Linked DNA regions of Mus musculus: regions 1, 3, 4 and 5 are each linked to region 2. Evidence: chromatin contacts called from public HiChIP or PLAC-seq data. All regions are on one chromosome and are shown on one strand. The core of a region is the stretch at or near the end of the contact, and the rest is flanking DNA. Distances in the headings are between cores, read along the strand shown. Region 1 holds the start of Ola1 (Obg-like ATPase 1). Region 2 holds the start of Wipf1 (WAS/WASL interacting protein family, member 1). Region 3 has its middle 17 kb from the start of Chn1. Region 4 overlaps Atf2 (activating transcription factor 2). Region 5 holds the start of Atp5g3 (ATP synthase, H+ transporting, mitochondrial F0 complex, subunit C3 (subunit 9)).

Evidence for each region. HiChIP or PLAC-seq counts read pairs in DNA pulled down with a chosen protein or histone mark.
Region 1: a contact with region 2 is called in an H3K4me3 HiChIP or PLAC-seq map of embryonic stem cells, with 10 read pairs. The contact joins the promoter of Ola1 here to the promoter of Wipf1 in region 2. A contact is called at or near these places in 1 of 484 Hi-C or Micro-C datasets (embryonic stem cells) and 1 of 115 datasets of contacts at active chromatin or transcription factors (embryonic stem cells).
Region 3: a contact with region 2 is called in an H3K4me3 HiChIP or PLAC-seq map of embryonic stem cells, with 16 read pairs. The contact joins the enhancer-like site here to the promoter of Wipf1 in region 2. A contact is called at or near these places in 12 of 39 promoter capture datasets (3T3-L1-derived adipocytes, the HPC-7 cell line, cranial neural crest and 6 more), 5 of 115 datasets of contacts at active chromatin or transcription factors (embryonic stem cells and stem cell-derived neural progenitor cells) and 1 of 9 other capture datasets (adipose tissue).
Region 4: a contact with region 2 is called in an H3K4me3 HiChIP or PLAC-seq map of embryonic stem cells, with 10 read pairs. The contact joins the enhancer-like site here to the promoter of Wipf1 in region 2. A contact is called at or near these places in 3 of 39 promoter capture datasets (the C10 cell line, hippocampal neurons and stem cell-derived epiblast-like cells), 7 of 115 datasets of contacts at active chromatin or transcription factors (the 230-238 cell line, bone marrow-derived dendritic cells, effector CD8 T cells and 3 more) and 2 of 9 other capture datasets (adipose tissue and pancreatic islet).
Region 5: a contact with region 2 is called in an H3K4me3 HiChIP or PLAC-seq map of embryonic stem cells, with 13 read pairs. The contact joins the promoter of Atp5g3 here to the promoter of Wipf1 in region 2. A contact is called at or near these places in 4 of 39 promoter capture datasets (the C10 cell line, embryonic stem cells, hippocampal neurons and 1 more) and 9 of 115 datasets of contacts at active chromatin or transcription factors (the 230-238 cell line, bone marrow-derived macrophages, craniofacial prominence and 5 more).

Annotation. Positions count from the first base shown.
Region 1 is chr2:73,213,040-73,215,739 of GRCm38.p6, forward strand. Ola1 (Obg-like ATPase 1) reads right to left here and starts at 1,408. Exons shown (of 11, transcript NM_025942.2): 1 at 1,247-1,408.
Region 2 is chr2:73,528,203-73,530,902 of GRCm38.p6, forward strand. It overlaps Wipf1 (WAS/WASL interacting protein family, member 1), which reads right to left and starts at 1,285. Exons shown (of 8, transcript NM_153138.4): 1 at 1,125-1,285.
Region 3 is chr2:73,791,157-73,793,856 of GRCm38.p6, forward strand. No RefSeq gene overlaps it. Among named protein-coding and RNA genes, the nearest start is that of Chn1, 17 kb to the left of the region's middle. Within about 2 kb of position 1,280, at least 18 of the 459 cell types and tissues checked have an H3K27ac peak or open chromatin away from gene starts, as enhancers often do. A contact at or near this core is called in embryonic stem cells, where this site is marked.
Region 4 is chr2:73,866,614-73,869,313 of GRCm38.p6, forward strand. All of the region lies in intron 4 of Atf2 (activating transcription factor 2), which reads right to left. Among named protein-coding and RNA genes, the nearest start is that of Gm10822, 24 kb to the right of the region's middle. Within about 2 kb of position 1,343, at least 58 of the 459 cell types and tissues checked have an H3K27ac peak or open chromatin away from gene starts, as enhancers often do. A contact at or near this core is called in embryonic stem cells, where this site is marked.
Region 5 is chr2:73,909,885-73,912,584 of GRCm38.p6, forward strand. Atp5g3 (ATP synthase, H+ transporting, mitochondrial F0 complex, subunit C3 (subunit 9)) reads right to left here and starts at 1,442. Exons shown (of 5, transcript NM_175015.3): 1 at 1,368-1,442; 2 at 1,071-1,176; 3 at 1-57. The coding sequence starts at 1,109.

The DNA.
Region 1 (2,700 bases), core at 158-2,657, 320 kb before region 2:
AGACAAGAAAACCTACTGTCTGTACCAATCCACAACTAAAATATGAGCAAAACCCATACTTTTTTTGAGGGGAGGGTCTCTGTAAACAGATCTGATTCTAAAATGTGTACATGTATCACTTCTGAGTAGTCCCAGAAACACTGCAGCAGCGGGAATCAAAGATAAACTTAAAACTTAGTTCCAATCCTCCGTGCTGGCTGCCGACAACCGCCTTCTTAACCTGTCATAGTATTTGAAGGAAAGCATTTGGAAGGAGAAGAGACACAAGTCTAAGGAAGCCCATTACAGAAACACCAGCAACCATGTCACCTCTCGCCAATCATTCCTCCACCGCTTGGAACCCGCCTCTCTCCACAACTCAGCGTTCACCACACTGATGGTCACTACTAGGCCTGGAGGTCCTTCGAAGCCAGACCTTTTTGCCTTTGACACTGTAGGTAAGCTTACCGTCAGTCCTTATTAAACAGTTTTTGAAACCCACACTCTACACTGGATACTTTGAAGGCACTCACCTTGTCGTTCCTTTTCAAGATCCAACCTAGAGCTTTCATGTATGCTAAAAGCAAGCGCTCTACCAGTAGGCTATATACAGCCCTATTTCAAATACCTTTTGATTGACAAGTCCAAACTTTCTGTCTTTTCTTGTCCTGGCTCCAAGGTCCACTGTGCAAAATTGATCTCACTTTTAACACTGCAACAGGAACCTACGAGGAACTGCAACCTTGCGCGTCTTAGAACCTGGAAACTAAAACTGTCCCTGCCTTCTGGCTGGTTGGACCTCCTAGAGCCACGCTGCTCCTCCCTCCTTCTCCCCACTCCGCCTGCTCCAGAAGTGATACTCCAACCTGTAATCCCAGACCGGGAGGCCAAGGATCTCCCATTTTGGGGATCCTGACACCTGTTCCGGGCCTCCAATGAACAGCTGCATGGGGAGAGCCCGTCCAGTCCTGGAGCCTACAAGGGGTGACCTACAAGGGGTGCCCCCGCAGTCCAGCCAAGCAGGACCTCCGCACACCACCCTTCCCCTCCTGACCCGGCATTGGCGTCCCGCCCTGAGGCAAGACTTTCCCCCAGACTGCGGCGAGAGCCAATCTCGTGGCCGCGCGGCCTAGTCCGAGGGCGCCTCATTCATCCACATGCCCCAAGCTGTCCGCTGCCCTCAGCCCGTCCCGGCGGCCGGTCTCCGGCCTAGCGCCAGCCTCGGAACCACTGGCCCGGGAGCCCACGGGCTCCTTCGGGGACTCACCGTGCACCGGGCTAACGATCGCACGGGGTCCCGGACTGCAAAGACCGGTGTCGCCGGCAGCCGGAGGTGGGGAAGAAGGCGGAGAGAGCGCAAGCCCGGCCCTCCGCCGAGCCGCACGCACGACGGCAGAGGCGACGGAACGGGCGGGCCGGGGCGGCACCTGTGCGCAGGCCACGCCCCCACAGGGTCACGCCCATTGGCCCGGATGCCCGGGCCCGGATGGGCGGGGCCTACGAGGAGGAGGGCGCTCAGCAGCACCGGGTTTCTGCGTCTCTCTACACGTGGGCTTCCACCGAGCCTCCAGGTTTCTTTCAGCTCCACTGCTCCGGTTCCGGGCTCCTGCTTCGTCTGGGATCTATCTTGTCCCTGACTGATCGTGCCCAGATCAGCCTTTGCTACCTGCACGGAGCCGCCCTTCTCCCCTTTCCAGTAACTTCTTTCAGATGGGTTAACGATGAGAAGCCATTAAACTTTCTTCAAGGGAAAAATGGACCAAGGAAAATTTCGGATCCAAGACGCACTTAACAGCCACAGAAGTGCATAAAACATTTAAAGAGTCACCATCTTCTTCCTCGTCGCCGCACATACATCCCTTTCCTCTGCGAGGTTAAGAACTATGAGAAGGAAACATGATTTCTTCCTGGTTCTAAAATGAGACTACTGCGATCCATCTCATAAGGCTATTGGTAGGATTAAATCAAATAATATGTATAAAGTCACCTTCTAACTACACTATGAGCTCCACTGGGACAAAAAGGTGTTTATTAGGTTTTCTCCAATGACTTTCAAGTATTTGTTACAGTGAATGTCCAGAAATTATAATTTTTTTTCAAACATACCAGTTGCAAATAAAAGAAAAGAGTGTGAATTGGTTGCTAATCCCCAATTTGCAGATGACAGAATAGTATCAGAAAAGTATCAGGTAAAGTTTCACAACTAAACTAGTGACAGAAGACACATGTCAAACCCTGATCTCTCTGCAAAAATCTGAGTTTTTTTTTTTAATTATGTTTATTGCCTATTGTATGTGTGCTTGTGTGGATTCGCTCTTGTATACAACAGTTCTGGTGAGGTCAAAGAACAGCTTGGAGTCAGTTCTCTCGTACTTTGCAGGTTCTGAGAATGAAACTCAGATTCGTAAGGCTTAGCAGCAAGCACCTCTCCATACTGAGCCATCTCACAGATCTAGAACTCTTCACTTTCTGTCAGAAACTTTTTGAATGGTGTGACTGACAAGCAGCAGCTGAGCCACTGTTTGTAATAAAATTGCATTAAGGTTTTTCTGTCACCCCGTGAGAGTGATCTTAGGAAAGCCTTAGAGCTCTTTTGATACATTTTAAAGACAGGGTCTTTGTCTTTAGTTTTGCTATTGGTTAAAGATTGTTACTGTCAAAGCAGTCACGTAAGTCCTTACTTTCTACAGTTACTAATGCACTACACACTCAGCCTAGTAT
Region 2 (2,700 bases), core at 35-2,534:
TACGATCTGTACACATATGTGTACACCACCCCATGCCTCTGAGAGGATCAGCCTGGTGAACCGCAACTGGCAGGTAATCAGGGTAGAAGGCAGTGCCCTGAGCACTGTAAGAAGCAGAGAGCCCATAGTTTATGAAAGACTTTCTCTCTTTAAGAAGTCAAAAACATGATCTACAAACTTTTAAGTTATTTATCAATTATTGAAATAAGCATTTTTTGAGGAGGCAAAAAAAAATCTATCAAATGAAAATACAGTATTCAAATTATATGGAAGCTGTTAAAAGAAAACCTACCCAGGCTGCACACGTGTCCGCTGTCCCTGTGGGTCTACCTGCAGGCCCGCTCAGGAACCAGAGAGATGAAGGGCAAGGAAGATCCAAGACAGACTAGCGATTTTCAGAGAAAGAGACCAAATCTGCTCACTGTAGAAACCCTGAGGGGTTAGGAGCCTATAGCCCGGGGATATTCCTTGGAGATTAAGCAAGACCCAGTCAAACCAGGTTCCACACAGACACACCTTTTGTTAATCTGAGTTCAAAGTCTAGCCACAAACCGAGGATCTGGGTCATCCCTATTGGATTTCTCTTGCACTAGTTAAGTTTCACTGTTCTTTCTTTGAAAAGAAAAGCATGCTAAAGTAGCGGGAGATGAAGGCTGAAGGGAAGCGGTCCACGATTTAGGGAGAGGCCCCGGGCGCAAAGCCCTGACCCGAGCTGGCCGCCCTTTCAGGAGCAGACATAGGCACCTAGAGCGCGCCCATACCCGGGATCAGGCTGCCCGGGAGCACTGGAGCCAAGTTCTGGGAGCCCTAAACTCCAAAGTCACCCGCCCTCGGTGGAGATGGAGTTGCAGATGCGGTTCCCGGGCATCCCAGGGAGACCGCGGTTAGATCCATCGGGTCCACGGGCGGTCCTGGGTCGGTGCAGCCCCGCAGCGCTCAGCGGGGATCGCGGCATCTCGAGCCCCGGCAGCCGCCGCCCCTTCCTCCCGCGCGGGCTGGACCGCGGGCCTGAGCGGGGATCGCTCCCCTGGGCGCCGAGGACGCGGCCCCGACAACCCGCCCGTCTGCACCCCAACTCCGTGCACCCCGGACGCGCCCTGCATGGTGGGGCGCGGCTCCCTTACCGTGCAGCGGCTCCGGGCGGCTCCTCGGCCCCGCGGCGCGCGGGGCATTTTTTTCTGGGAAACTTCTCTCTGGGTCCGCAGGGCTGAGCCGGGGCGGGCAGGAAAAGCGCTCCGCGCCGGGAGGCTGCGACCATCCGGGAACTTCGCCGAGATGTGCGCCCTCCCCCTCGGCCCGCGTCCTCCCCCTACGGCCCCCGCCACACGCGGACGCCGAGGCAGCCGCTGGCCCTTCGCCCTTCGCCCTCGCCGCGCCCTGACTTCCGAGGCCGGCGGGACCGGAGCCTGGGCTGGGCTCTCCCCGGGGCGGAGGCCGAGGGGTCCGGACCTGCGTGCGCCCAGGAGCCGGACCTGGAAGGGATACCCAACCCAAGACGCTGTCCCTAGAAACTACCCGGGCCTCCGAGTGGGGTGCTCTCCCCCCAACACAGGGAAAGCCTTTTCCGGTCATCTCCACTCCGCTCCCGAATCAGAGGGCGCCCCCCGCTTTGAGAAACTTAAAAGTTTCCATTCACTGTAAAAACTGGCTTCTAAGATGGAGTGGCCCCACTGAAGCCCAAGGGCCACGCGCGTCCCCAATCCCCGCCCACTGGGAGCGCACAGCTCTTCCCAGGGTAAGGTGCCTATCGGTTGGGATTCTTGGAATCTTTTTTTTTTTTTTTTCCACCGACTTCTGCAAACATAGAAAGATCAAGAGCCGAGCGAGTATAAGGAGAAACCCGAGGCCCTTTCACATGGCTCTTGCCAGTTCTCAAAAACACCACTATCAGGCCTTAAAGGCAAGTTAACACTGGGATGACACATTAGAACATATACATTTGAAAGACAAAGACAGTTATGGTCAGTATAACTACTGGACCGGATAGTAAAGCTACCGAGACGACGTAGCTCTCTGGGTAAAGGCAGGGAAGCTTTGAAAGATGCACCTCAGAATGTGGCATCTAGAATGCCTCGGCTTCAGGCTTTCTGTGCTGAGTTGTCCCTATGTGTGCAGTCTCTGTGACATGCTTCTGGCGGATACGATAATCCTGGAAAGACAGCGACAGGGCCACCTCTCCTAAACTCTTATTAGCGTTTTTTTTTGTTTTTTTTTTTGTTTGTTTGTTTGTTTTTTTTTTTTTTTTGGTAGGAGTCTCTAAATGCACTCTTTCCTTTTTGTTTTGTTTTTGTTATTTTTAGGTCTCACCATGAATTCCAGGATGGTTACAAACTCCCACTGTTAACTGTATTCGTCTAAGGTCTATGCTATATTTGCCTTTTATGTATGTATTTATTTAATGTGTACAAGTGGTTTGCCTGCAAATATATCTATCTGTATCATGTGCTTGCCTGGTGCCACAGAGGCCATAAGAAGGTGTGGGATGCCCTGATAATGGAATTACAGACGGTTGGGAGCTACCACGTAGATGCTGGGAATCTAAGTGTCCTCTGTTAAGAGCAGCAAGTGCTCTTAACCGCTGAACCATTTTCTCCAGTTCTGGCGCATTGAGTTTGGATCTTTTCCTGGGTTAGCAGTGTGTGGTAAATATTCCTTCTTGTTGCTTGACAACACAGGGAATCCATGAGGAGGGTAAACAAT
Region 3 (2,700 bases), core at 30-2,529, 260 kb after region 2:
ATGTTAAATTCATTTTAATTGAAACTGCTGCCAGTAGGCTTTCCTCCTCTGTATGATCATGTCTTTTCATTCTCAGTCAAGTCTCACTATATTGCCAAGGCTGGTCTCAATTCTGGGCTCTGGCAATCTTCCTACTTCTGTCTCAAGTAGCTGGTGCCACAAGAGCACAACACATGCCTGACTATTTGTACCATATACACCTGAGTGGCTTAACTCCTGGTTATCGTGATCTTGATTGTGAGGATGGCCCCTGAGCCAGCATCCTCACATCATCTGGTGACAGCAGTCTACTCTAACAAGCCCTCCCGGTAACTGTGATGCTCGATACCTTGGGTACCACCATTCCAACCCTTCACACACCCAAGCTGGAACTGGCTCTAGCCGCTTCACAAACTGCATTTACATGTAGCATATCAGGAGCTGGAGGTATGATACATACAGGTCTCCACATGTGTTAAACTCCTCAAAGCTCTGCACTCTAAGTGTTTTTGTCTCCGCGTGGGGATCTCCCCAGGATCCCTGACATCATGGACCATTCCACATATTGTCAGTCAAGGTGTTCTGTTTGCAGCAACCCTCAAGGGTTACTGCATTCAGTTTAGTAATAAGTGACTTCCAAGTGTGACATCACCCCAGTACTATCTCCGGGTTGTGACGTATAGCCCAAGTAAGCTCAAACGAGCCATCTAAATTGGCAGGTCAGAGGAATTGCTGGTCCTTGAAGCTGGAGAAGGGAGGCATGGGAATTTAGGAATTAGTAAATCAAGCTGACTGAACAACACATGTAAGTCTTAAGCATAGAGGCTGTGAAAGGTGCAAGGTGCAAGCAACGACAGCAGGCCTGTCCAGGCAGCTTCAGCAGTAGACTGTTACACAAACGCGCGCGTGCGCGCATGCACGAGCACAAGCATGGGGGAAATCCTACTGGACTGCATGCAGATCTGGCGGGCACCTGCTGACTGCCTTGACCTTCAGTAGTGGTAAAGTGAGGCCACCTGACAACCATGGTATCAATTGTGCAGCCAGCCTCACAACTGTAGACATTCTTTACACAGGCTCAGGGGCAGGACTGGGGGCATCTGCGTCTTCAGAAATGTAAACACATCCACTGAGCTCCCTCGATCACACCTGGCCTCACAGAGACTTGCCTTCTTCACCAACCACTCCCTCTTCCGGTTCTTTCAGAGAATCCATCTTTACATCTTGTTGCCACACTGCAGGGAGACAGCATCACGTATAGTGATCAGCGGTGAAAGAGCAAAGCGCACCAGCAGGTGGACCCAGAGGCCAAACTATCACATGCTACACGGAGGCTCCAAGCCCGCTCCTCCAAGCCGGCTTTGGGGTCCTTAAGGTTGTTTTCTATTTCCTCTCACCTTCTGAGTTAGGTGTGACTTTTAAAAGCTCTCTACAAGTTGCCTTTCAGCTCCGCCCTGCCCAGCAGTATAAACAAACATTGTAAGATCCCATTGGGATCATGAAGTTTCCGTTCATTTTCAGGGCTGGGAAGCAGTCCCAGGGCTTTGGGGTCCAGCTCATACTGTGACAATTTAATTTCACTGGATCAGATGCTTCTTGGTTTCTTTGCCGACTCAGCACCCAAGCCACCTTTCAGTTTGGTGAGAGCTGGTGGAGAAAGGCCTCCCTTCCTCTCTAGCATCTCAGAGGGGCAGAGAACAGCTTTCTCCGTCCTTGGGGAGCCCCATCTCCAGTGCCTCCGCGCCTGCTATGACCAGTTTGATGACAAAGCAGAAATGCAAAGAGGAGGCACTACTCAGAAATCACTGGAGGGGACAACAGTGTTGTGACTTGGTTGTGGGAGGGTGGTGTCAGGACTCTAGCAGTTCCCTACCTACAGACTCTTTGAATTATGGAATTTCCTAGACCACCTCAGCCTGATATCATTTCTCAAATGTCTTTGTTTCAAATTCTAGGTGTGCCCTTCAGCTGTACAGGAGATCTGATTCCGAGCCTGATCATCTTTGATCTCTAAAACATAAGCCAGGACAGTAAGTCCTGTAACTACAAGTCCTATAAACTTACAATGCAGAACTATAAACGTTCATAGCCACTTTAAAGTCAGATTGCAAAGAAGGCACCTTAATTTATTCTTTGGAGACATTTATTTATTTATTTATTTATTTATTTGTTTTGTTTTGTTTTTTTGAGACAGGGTTTCTCTGTATAGCCCTGGCTGTCCTGGAACTCACTCTGTAAACCAGGCTGGCCTTGAACTCAGAAACCCGCCTGCCTTTGCCTCCCGAGTGCTGGGATTAAAGGCGTGCGCCACCACGCCCGGCTTCTTTAGAGACTTTTAATAGTGCAAGAAGGGTACAATTTCTCAAGCAATAGAAGAGTTATCGTCATCAGAATACCTTTCTAAAGCAACCTCTAGCCTCGTCCCACCCCCACCCCCACCCCCTTCTCTGCAGTGCTCAGTGTTGAACCCAGGGTCTTATATGTGCTAGGCAAATGCTTCACTCTCAGGCTGCATCTCCAGCCCTCTCTTATGTTTTTTGACCAAGTAGACTATAGTGCCAAAGCTTCCCCCACAAGGCTTCTCTTACTAGCTGGCCCACTTCCCAGGGCCTCCCCTTGCCCTGTTAGCAGAATAAGCTGTGTGTGTTTCCATCAGATGTTGGTTACATCTCAAGGCATGCTGATGCCAATGTAGGTTCAGAGTGGGGATGGGCCCACAGT
Region 4 (2,700 bases), core at 93-2,592, 340 kb after region 2:
CCATGGACTGAAAAGACTCACTTTAGTAACAACAAGGTTATGGCACAAAATGTTGACAGAATGAACAAGTATTGTTTTAATAATTATTGCTTTACATAGTAAATAACTCAATGTAAACAATATTTTAGTTCATCAAACTTCTTTTGAAAGTTGTTAAAATACAGCTGCAAATTCTTTGCAGTGCTTTTCACAATGAGTTTATGTTCCTTCCCTTGACTCGAGGTGGGTTCATAATTATTTCAATTAACAGTGCTGTGGAAATGGCACAAGGTTAGGTCCCAAGTCTTATACCCTCTGCTTGGTCATGCAGAACTTGCTTGGTCTTCAAACACTACTACTCAGGTCATTCATTCTAGGTTAGAGTCTTATCATCATGATGAAATAGGGCATTCAAACCTCCCACATGAAGGTTGATTCACCAAGAAACAGACAAATTGCCTTGCTATACTATGTCAACTTCTTGATCTATATAATCTGTATTGTTTTGTCACAACTAGGTTTGGAACATCTCTGTATAGGTATGACTTATCTTAGTAATAATATATCCTTTCAAGCTTAAAATTTTTACAAACCAGGGATAGAGATACAGTGAGGTGAAAAAAGTGATTTGTTTGCAAACCTAATATCTGGCTCAACAGAATAAGATGGTTGAATTTTCATATTTGCTTCTGATACTCAACCTGCTGTGACATATTCAGACAGCTTATGGAGAAACTCTTACTTGTTCTTTTTTTTTAAGAGTTATTTATTATATGTAAGTGCACTGTAGCTGTCTTCAGACACACCAGAAGAGGGCATCAGATCTCATTACAGATGGTTGTGAGCCATCATGTGGTTGCTGGGAATTGAACTCAGGACCTCCGGAAGAGCAGTCAGTGCTCTTAACCACTGAGCCATTTCTTCAGCACCCACTTGTATGTTCTTAAAGAATGAAAGCAAAATAGGGCAAATAACAAATTAGTACTTATTATGACAGTGGCTTTTACTGCAGACTTCAGTCAGAAAGGACATTTGGGACCCATATAAATTCTCGAACAACTTTATAGAAATTGATAGTACAGTTTTGTTTTTTAAATACTGCACTCTCAAAAAAGCCAGATTTTTTTAGACACACACTGTTAAGTAAGACAGTTTCCCTTGCCTTGAGCATGGGAAACCCAGAGGCCCACCTGTCACAAGCCACACCTAAGCCATGACTACATGTACAAGTACATGGTAGACAGATGGGAAAGACAAGTGGAACAGATTGAAAATTATGAAGAGGCCGCCCTCTCGCCTGTCACGTTGAACGCACGTTCGTGTGGAACCTGGCGCTAACCCATTCGTAGACGACCTGCTTCTGGGTCGGGGTTTCGTACGTAGCAGAGCAGCTCCCTCGCTGCGATCTACTGAAAGTCAGCCCTCGACACAAGGGTTTGTTAAAAAAAAAAGAATTATGAGAGAGGTAGAACTAGAGGGTGGAGAGGAACAGTCTGATGTGAGTAGCCTGTCCTACCACCTGAGGCCATGGTGAAGTCCCAGCCCATGCTGCTGCTGAGGGCCATATTTGGGTCTGTGGCCAGGCAGCATCAGGGGTCTATGTCAATGTTTGTGGGGTGAGTAAGCTGGCCAGGAGGGTATAAGAGCTAGTCTTGCCACTTGGCTGGTTGCACTAAATGAGCTAGCTGGGACAGTGCTGAAGAGCTCCCCCTGGTGTTATGCGTGCATTGGTTGGGGGTGGGGTAGCAGGAGAGGTGGTGGACTGACCAACTCAGCTACCACTCAGGCCCAGATTCAGGGTTAGCTTACTCCAGGCATCTACCCCATTTATGAGCTGCTAGAGAATGTGAAAGGGCCAGAGCTGCAGATCCAAACCTAGAGGATCTCCACAACAGAGGGCAACAACAGAATATCTGAGAGGAGTTCCTGTGAAGATCCAGTATTGACAGTATAGCAGAAGCCAGAGGCCTCGAATCAGATCAATGACTCATTGTGGATAAACAGGTATAGTGTATGACACACTGTGACACACTGTAGGTTCTAGAACAAAATTTTTTTTTTTTACGTTTTGTTTGTTTTTCTTTTGGGGGATGTTGTAAGGGCAGAGGACAGATATGAAAGGACAGAAATGAGTGGGATTAGGGTACATGATGTGAAACTCACAAAGAATCAATAAAAAGTCCATGATCCATGTTCCTGCTGACTGTAAAGGGCAAGGAAGCTAATTTTGCTGTGGTACTGATGACTGTAGACTCATAGTTGAGAAAGACATAGAAGATCTATACCTTACACTATTACTCTGCCCCCCAAAGTAACAGCCTACACAGAAAACCAAGGGAGAGAATTCTTAACAAATGTGGTAAGGATGCTGAAGAGTAGCTCTCCACAGCTGAGGAAGGACTCAGTTTTAAGGAGCTGATTATCAGGAGTCTGATCACGCTCCCATGAGTATAAGCGTAACACAAATTGGGGGGGGGGTTTTCTCTCTTTTCCTTTTTTTTGGGGGGAAGGGGTCCAGAAAGATGGGGAGTGGACCTTGGAGGACTAGGAATTAAGTGTGATCTGGGTTCCTAATGTATATAAGACTTAAATAATTAATAAAAATATTATGGAAAGAAAAATAATGTCTGTACCTCAAAATCTACTGTTATAAGTATCGTTCTGTTGTATTTTTTTTGAATCAAGGTCTCATGTAGACCAGGCCAGCCAGCTTTGAGTGCC
Region 5 (2,700 bases), core at 192-2,691, 380 kb after region 2:
CCGAGATAACACTGATGCAGAAATTGGTCTATATGCAACTCTGGATCCAGCTCGGATCTATTAATGGAAGGAAAAGAAAGAATTTCAAGTACTAAAGAGTACACATTAGTCTTCAGTGACCTCTTGTGCAACTTTAAACTCTAAAGGAGAAAGCAGAAGAGAACGAACAGATTTATTATCTCTGCAATTAGCATGGCCTTTGGTCATTGTGCATACACAAAGCCAACCTAAAATTTTATGCTAATGAACCATGGAATGTTCTATTTAATCTATCTGTAAACAAAAATCCTAAGACCAATTAGTTACCAAGTGACTGAGTGTTGTGGAAGTTTCAGTAACTGTAGTGCTGTAAATTCAAGTAAGTTATGTGGGCTCATAAGGGTGTCGCTATGATTTTGATCATTTACAACAGTCCAGCAGCTAATGAAGCTCCTACAATTTTCAAAGGATTCCTAAATACCCACTAATTCTAAATTTACTATAGAGTTAAGCATTTTGATGTCAGCTTAACAGCCGTTGCAATACTCTCACTATAAGGACATCTGGCAGTCTGGCTTCTCTGCCCTTGAGTGTCCACGGACACTAAGGTCACAGAAAATCCCTCCAGAACCAGGACCCGATTCTCTAGCACAAATCTTTTAGATTCAGACTTCACTTAAAGCCTCCAAAAAAGCAAGCTTCGGGGCTCCCCAACACCTTTCTCCGCCCACACAAGGAAGCAAAGTCCCTCCCTCTGCAGCGGCGAGTTTGACCTACAGACGCGCACGGGAAACGCTGTGCAGGCAACTAGGCCTCAGCTGCCCCTTCCTGACTTCTCAGCACCCCGACCTTCGCGTCGACCCCAACTCCATAGGGACCGGGCGGTGGGGGAGGGGCGCGCTCCACGAGCAAGGAGGCTGTGACCTACGCCCAGAAGGCCTGTCAGCTAGGCCTCGGGGGGGACACATGGCCGGGAACTGTCTGCGGGCCCCAGGGTTGGGAGGGAGGGAGGGAGGAGAGGACATCGGGGCAAGGGTGAAGGAGAGCCGGTCCCTCGGCGTGAATGCTGGGCCGAGGCCCGGGTTACGCACCAGAGCGGGGGTGCGGGCGAGCTTGGCGCAGGCGAACATCTTTCTTCCTGGCGGCGCGGCGTGGATCTAGGTGACAGGCGACGTGGGCTCCTCTCCCGCTTCCTCTCTGCGGAGCGAAAAGAGGCTTAAGGTCAAGTGTCCCCCCCAGGGGCCTGTCCTTGCCACCCCGGCCCCGAGGGGCCCCGCGCAGGCGGTCAGCGTGGCCGCGTGCCCGGGAAGCGCAAGCCCGGTGGACAGGGCCGGGAGACCCGCTCCGCCCCGGCCCGGGCCCCGCGCCCTCCGTTTACCTTCGCTTACCTCCCGAGGCGGCGGCAGTGGCGGCGGCAGAGGTCGAAGCAGTGGGGCTGGGCGCGCAAGCGCGGTGCGGCTCTTATCCGCGCCGCAGCACCCGGATGGAGAAGGCGGGGGAAGACGCTCAAGGTCACTTTGTAACAACTTTATTGGTAACTCTCAGAGGAGGACAATGACAGGCCCCCTCCGTGACCGGCTGGCGGCCAGTGAAATGAAAAGCACACTGAAGACGACTCTTGGCTTTGTTAGTGTTACTAACGGTGCAGATAATTTTTAGTTGTTGTCGCTATCGCAGACTGAGCCTCGCTCCTTGCACGTGCCAGGCAGGGGTTCTCCCAGGGAGCTACAAGCCGACCCTGATTTGGCTTTTATTTCAAACAGGGTGAGTTGCTCAGGCAGGCCTTGAGCTCAGTATGTAAGTTAGGGAGAACCTTGATCGTCCACTTTCACCCTTCCAAGTAGTTAGCTTCTTCATAACCAACTCCAGCGGGATTATTTCTTTGTAAGACTCTAAAACAGGGTTTTTTGTTTGTTTGTTTGTTTGCTTTTGTTTAAGACGACAAATCTTTTCTCAGAAGACCTACCTAGAAGTCCTGGGAAGAACAAATGACGGTTCAAGAGCTTTGCAACTCTGTAGACTAGGCTAGCCTTCAACTCACAGAAATCCTCCTGCCTCTGTTTTCCAAGTGCTGACATTAAAGCCATGTACCACTGTGTTCTGCTGCCTTCCACCATTATAACTGGGAGAATTAAGAGATAATAATGTATCATCATTTCGGACTAAAAAAGTGCCTGAATAGTTTTCAAAATCTATTCAGCACCCAGTTCTGATAACTTTGAACAAACCAGATGGATGCAGAAATGTCTCAGATAAATGGCTGTAGTTCAACGTCTGGTCTTCTTATTGATTTTTTTAAAATAGTTTTTTTGAGATAATATAATCTCATAGGTTCTCCCCTGTTTTAGGGTTTTAATGCTGTGAAGAGACACCACGACTACCGCAACTCTTAGAAACAAACAAACAAACATTTAATTGGGGCTGGCTTACAGTTTCAGAGGTTTAGTCCATTTTCAGCATGGCAGGAAGCATGGCAGTGTTCAGGCAGACACGGTGCTGGAGACAGAGCTGAGAATAGCTGAAGGAAGAAGGCAGGCAGCCAGAAGAGACCACTGTTAGCCATTATGCTTGCCTTATGCTTCTGAAACCTCAAAGCCTGCACCCCCCCCCCCCCCAGTTACACACTTCCTCCAACAAGGCCACACCTCCTAACGGTGCCATTCCCTATGGACCCGTGGGGGCCAATTTTTTATTCAAACACCACTCCCTCCCATTTCCTCC